Linked DNA regions of Triticum aestivum: region 1 is linked to region 2. A link is a contact called in public Hi-C data. All regions are on one chromosome and are shown on one strand. The core of a region is the stretch at or near the end of the contact, and the rest is flanking DNA. Distances in the headings are between cores, read along the strand shown.

The links. Hi-C and Micro-C count contacts between places; a contact is called where the count stands out from the background.
Region 1: a contact with region 2 is called in a Hi-C map of leaf, with 4 times the contacts expected there. The contact joins the promoter of LOC123078600 here to the promoter of LOC123078597 in region 2. A contact is called at or near these places in 4 of 5 Hi-C or Micro-C datasets (leaf, root and an unstated tissue) and 1 of 1 datasets of contacts at active chromatin or transcription factors (leaf).

What each region holds. Positions count from the first base shown.
Region 1 is chr3D:313,157,793-313,160,991 of IWGSC CS RefSeq v2.1, reverse strand. LOC123078600 reads left to right here and starts at 1,262. Exons shown (of 14, transcript XM_044501159.1): 1 at 1,262-1,914; 2 at 1,996-2,082. The coding sequence starts at 1,438.
Region 2 is chr3D:312,945,059-312,948,030 of IWGSC CS RefSeq v2.1, reverse strand. It overlaps LOC123078597 (myosin IB heavy chain), which reads right to left and starts at 1,332. Exons shown (of 4, transcript XM_044501155.1): 1 at 1,029-1,332; 2 at 109-427. The coding sequence starts at 1,254.

The DNA of each region.
Region 1 (3,199 bases), core at 13-2,512, 210 kb before region 2:
AAAAACTCAATGCTTTTTACCGCTGTCAATTTTTGAAGCGTTTTTTTTAATGTAAAAGGCAGACAATTATCTGCCTTATGTTTTTTGATACGGTAATTTTTGCGAATTGTAAAGTGATATTTTTCTTTTTGCATTCCACTCGTATATCTAGCTACAACTCACGGTTTACACAGCAACACGTTTCTCAGCCGCATACACGCGCTGCGTTGCGTCAGCCGTCAGTGAACCGGGCGGCATATCTTCTCCTCTGGCCGGACGCGGGGCAGTTTGGTTCGTGTCCACAGCGGGTGACGCCTGGCCTGGGGGCTGCCTGGAATTTCCTGCTGCATGTTTGATTGATGTCCACGAAAAGAGGAAGTACGCCTGGCCTGGACAACGAAACAACCTAGTTAGCCTGGTGGAAAACAAGGCAAGATGATTAGCCTGGTCCAAGGCGTCCTTTTTTGGATGCCTGGACAGCCTGGTGCAGCAGCCTGAAAGTAATTACATATATTAATTGATGTGGTGCAGAAAACGAGGCAAACAGGGAGCAAACAGCGACGGGTTAAAATCCACTAGGCCAGGCTATGAACCAAACACTCCTTCCATATGCTAGCCTGACCAGGCAACTTTTTTTCAGATTCTCACGCCTGGCCAGGCAGCAAAATTTCCCAGGCATGGAGTTCAGGACATGAACCAAACTGCCCCGCAACGCCCGCTTCGTCGCCGCCACGGCTGGAGCTTTCGGCCACGGAGCCGCCCGGCTTTCTCCCGCTCCCCTCTAGCCTCCCTTCCCCAGTTGAGTTAACAAGCATGTACCCCACCCCACCGTGCCCAGACTTTACGGTCGAACGACGAATCACCGCTCTCCCTTTTCCCTGCCACTTTCCCCCCTGCGTGCTTTCCTTCATATTCTGATTAATTATTTCCGTCCCAGGCAAGTAGCGGTGCGGCGCACGAGAAAAAACATGTCGCTAGAGACTGCAAAACAGATCGATGCTCACCCGGTAAACGGCCGACCCTCGAGGCTGCCACGCGGGCCCGAAAGAAGTAGACCCACCTGTCATGCCCTGTAACAGCCATGACGGCGTGGCGGCAGCATGACACGCAGCCCGAGACGTGGTAACTCCATCCGGTTCCCGAAACACGCGGCCCCATGCCCCGCGACCGCGAGGCTAAACCCCCGAAACCCCGCCGTCCGATCGAGATCCGACGTCTGGACGTCGCCTTGCCAGCGTCGCCTTAAACCACACCAGGCCCCTTCGTCCTCGCCAGTCGCCCCCATCCCTCTCAGACCAAACGAACAAAACAGGGGCAGCGCAACGCCTCCTTCGCTAAATACGACTCACGAGTCTTCCACAGTCCCCAGCTCTCCTCAACTGCTCCGCTTCTAATCGCTCGCTCGCTCGCCATGCTCTCTGCGGCCGCGGCCGCCCCGAAACCCTAGGCCGAGCGCCGATGGGCTCCCTCGACAGCGCCGCCGGGTCGGGGAGCTACAAGCGCGCGGCGGCACCGGCGCCGGTGCCGCGCGCCCCGGCGGGCGGCGGAGGCGCGGCGCGGAGGCCGGGCGTGAGATCCAGGCTCGCGCGGTTCGTGCTCGTCGACAAGGTGGACTTCCTTCAGTGGATCGGCACCGCTGCCGCCTTCTTCCTCGTCACCATTCTCGTGTACACCTTCCTCCCCGGATCGGTCGTCGTCGAGAACCCGACGATGCAGCTCCCTTCGCGACGCGCCAGCGGGGGATGGGGGCGGGGCGGGACCGAAGCCGTGCTGCCTCGCGGTCTCGGCGGGCTGGAGAACGGCGAGGGCCTCACGTTCGAGCCCACGAGGCTGCGGGACAAGTGGGCGAGGGAGCGGAGTCAGGATGCTCAGAGCTTGGCGGAGCTCGGGAGACCCGTCAAGAGGGTCGGGGCCCGGAAGCCGCGCCTCGCCTTGGTGAGTTGTTGAGCTGGGCGGTGTTTGAGTTCTGTTTTCTCGCGATTCCGGCTCTGATTTTTTTCATTGCACTTCGTTTAGGTGTTTGGGGATCTCTCTCCCGACGCAATGCAGCTTCAGATGATCAGCGTCGCCTCTGTGCTGGAGGCGATGGGCTACGAAATGAAGGTGCGTGCCTCAACTGCTTTCTTCTGAATACCGGAACGCGTGTTGCCGTCTCTTTATTGTTTCCTTCATTAGTTGGTTTGCTTCGTCAAGTGATATTCCTTGATGGTATACACAGCAAGTTCAGATTCCGTATCTGATGTACTATTCGGTAATGCAACTAATCTCTTAGTTCTAATTTCGATGTTCACACTTCCTAGTATAGCAGTTCCACGAGAGGTAGCATGAGGTATCACTGTCAGTACCTCCTACTTTCCGAGGTGGCAACAATCAAATCTAATTTATGCAGTGCAAGTCTTAGTGATATTTTGTTAGACTAATGGAGTATATCACGCGTATATGTATCCTAATTACCCCTATGTGCGTTATGGTCTTATTATGGAACTCTGTGGACTGTGGTATGCTTGAACGATGGTTGGTGTTCCCCCCCTGAACCCTCCTTCTACCTTTGCGCTTTTTCAGCAAGTTTAATATTTTGATTACTGCTAGTTCATGAGCACTTAGAGATGAAATAGGATCTTTGTTGAAATAAAATCTGTACTATATGCATGGATTATTCATTTCTATTGTTTTGTCTTCTTTGTATGGTGCATGATCATTATGTTGCAGAAACTTTTGCATGTGCATAGGTTCTAAAGTGCTGTGTTAAGTTTATGAGCCGAAGAGTCGAGTCTTTTTGCCGGGGTGCGATGCATAGACTAGTGGCCATGCTTGCTACAAATACCACATTAGACCCTGCTTGGAATCGGTGTAAGCTTATAGACCGGGATTTAATTTACAGGTGTATATTACCGGTTGCAGCGTGATTTCCACCTGGAATAAACACGATGGCTGGAGGTCTGTATCGGTTACGGGGGTATTTAGGAGCCAATCGACAATCCAAGTGGGGCCTAACTAGTTGACTACACTGCAAAATTTGAAGGGAGTGGGAGCCAGAAATACATGGCCACTTTCTGAACCAGCACAACATCTTGCTATAAGTATTAGGTTATCAGAGGCAGGGAGCTAGGTTGATACTTTGAGCTTACTAGGAAGTACATCTCTTTTGGAGTGGTCTCGGTCTAACATGAGCTCAGTCTTATAGTGGGTTGCACAATTAGTCGAGCCACTAGTTGTCATT
Region 2 (2,972 bases), core at 83-2,582:
TTTGGCTAGGTGCACTTATTAAAATGAAGCCTTGGGCTAAAATGCGAGACACAAATGTATTATGGTTAACAGGAAGCAATGTGTAAGCTTAATAAATTAACCTTTTACCTGTTAGAGGAAGCCACCTCAGGTTCATACTCAGATGTGCTCTTGATAGCCTTAACTATAACATCAACGATTTCTTTCTTTCTAGTGCTGGCCATTAAACAATCATACTCCGTCGGCACAATGATTGCAAAGAAGTTATCACTGAGCTTGCTTATACATAGCTTATCAACAGCTGCAAGTGCTATTCTTCTCTTCAATATATCAGCATCAGGGTCGACAAGGTAGAGAGCAAAGTCTGTGATCACAAGGATGCGCCTTTTCATCTTTCCTGACTGAGTGAACTTCAGCACCTTGTCCGCAAACAGAACTTTGTTATCCCCTGCAATATATCAAGGATCACTTTACATGCGTATGGACTGAGGTTATGCAGTTTCGAACTTACAATACCGAATGCTCACGGTGTTTTCCATGAACAGGACACTTGCCAGTGACAACCAACAATTGCGATCACTATGGCGCATATCTCTTACAGGGTTATACAGCTAGGAGCCTACGATCATGCGCTAGAGCAGTAGTTCTTAATATTCAAGAATGCATAGAGAAGATACCATTAGTTACTATGTTGCACCCCATAACCTGTGAATGCAGTAATGGTAGAACTGACTAATTTCACAAGTAGGACACTAAGAAAATGACATAAAATGCAGTAGAACTCTAGTCCCTTTTGTTATTTCATACAAAGATACACATCAAAATATTTGATCCAATCGCTCGGCTACCAGGGCTATGCTCGCCGTGTTCAGACAATCCAAGATGTGATTTGACCATTCAAGTTCGTGTAAATTCACACAAAGACTACCGAACGCACCAGATCCATTTCAGAAGACCACCACAAACCGAATCAGTCGATCTCCGATAAGACCACACTCAAAGTATACTACTCGGAAATAATCAATGGTGCAGAAAGAGAGGCACAGCACCTTGCTTGGACAGGATCTTGGCCAGGCACGGGTCGTTGTGCACGCCGATGTAGTCGCCCATGCAGTCGCGGTAGACGGCCGCGCGGCGCCGCACCTTGGCACCCATGAGCATCCCGGCCGCGGGCACCGCAGCCGCTTCGCCGATTGCCACCGCCGGCGGGGCAGGGGGCGGGGCAGCGCGCTCGGGCTCCACCTGGATCCGCCTGAGCGGCCGGAATCGATCCATCGGCGAGAGCGACTTGGGGAAATCACGCAACAGGTGAGAAGGGCTTTTTTTCTTAGAACACACGAAGGGGGCTCTGGCCGCTAGTGAGTTTGAACTTGGGCTTTGTTGCTGCAATGGTTGGGCCGAAGTGATGGGCTTTGCCTGGGCTAAAGTTTAGCTAGGCTGGCCCCTAGAGAACACTGCAATTGCTATGTCACGCTTATTATTTTGCGAGACGGATTTTTTTAACATTAGTACAGACACAAGCGATCATATACAAGCGCATACACTCATCCCTATGAACACATACACGCATACCCTACCCTTATGAGCACCTCCGAAAGACTGAGCCGGCATATCGTCTTGAAATTTACGAAGTCACCGTAGGCACCTCGTCGTCGACGGGAACGTCTCCTCCCACTGAATGCGCATCACCGGAAATCCTGAAATAAATTCAGGAAAAAATGCGAGCACCAGGATTTGAACCCTGGTGGGCTGGAGATACCACAGTCGCTCTAACCATCCAACCACATGTTGGTTCGCTTTGCAAGACCGATGTTGCGGGAGCCCCGCGCGTTGCTGCGGAAATGTGTTACAAAATATTTTATGAGTTTTGAATGTGTGGAATATAAACATTTATATAGGTTAATAACATGTGAAAATTCAAAATACATACAACTTATTGATCATGTATAGTTGTAAACTATTTATTGAAATAAGTTAAAAAATAGAATGAAAAATATGTATCCACACATGGTTACATGTGGTGGTTCGCCTTTGCCTATACATGATTGCATGTTGATGTGTGCCTTTTTCCATCCATAATTATATGGTGATGTGTCATGCTTGTATATTAAAATAAATAAGTTAGTGAGGATGACTCTTTTACGTATATAGGATACCTATTTGCCGCACGCTGCCACAAATTATCGACCACTCGCACAACCTAAGCTTGTAAAATGGGCCGGCCCAAGTAAAGCTTTTGTACGTGCGGGGCAGCCCGGTTTTGGCAAGGTTCCTGACTCGTTTTGGAAATCTCCTCAAGGTTCCTTCACTTTTTTTCCTGTTTTTATCGGTTTTTAGTTTTTCCTAAATTTCAGAAAATGATCATATATTTAAAATTTATTTAAAAATTCAAAGAAATGTTTGTGTTTTCAAAATTTTGATTAAAATTTCAAAAAATGTTCTTTTACTTGAAATTCAGTCACAAATTATCGACCACTCACACATCAAATTTTTGTTTAAAATTAAAAGAAAATGATCCCTTTTAAACAAAAAAATTGTTCACAATTTGAAAAATGATTTGAGTTTCAAAATTTGTACACTAATAATAATATGTTCGGTTATTTAAGAAAGTGTTCGTGGTTTCCCAATTTTTTTTGGAATTTTAGTAGAATTATATATTTTTTAAATGTGTTCACAGATTAAAAACATGTCAGTGGTTTCAAAATATGTTCCGAATTTCAAAAAATGTTCTGGTTTTTCAGAATTTGCTCAAAAATTCAAAACAATCAGGAATTTCAAAAAGTGTTCACGTTTTCAGAAAATGTTCCCATTTTAAAATTTGGTTCACAAATTCAAAATGTGTTTGGGATTTAAAAAATGTTACTCATTTTAGAAATGTGTTCACAAATTTAAAAAATGTTCGCACTTTCCAAAATATGTTGGGAATCTGAAAAAATGTGCACATTTATTTTCAAAAATGGTTCTCAATTTGTTTAGAAAAAGTTTGCTACACA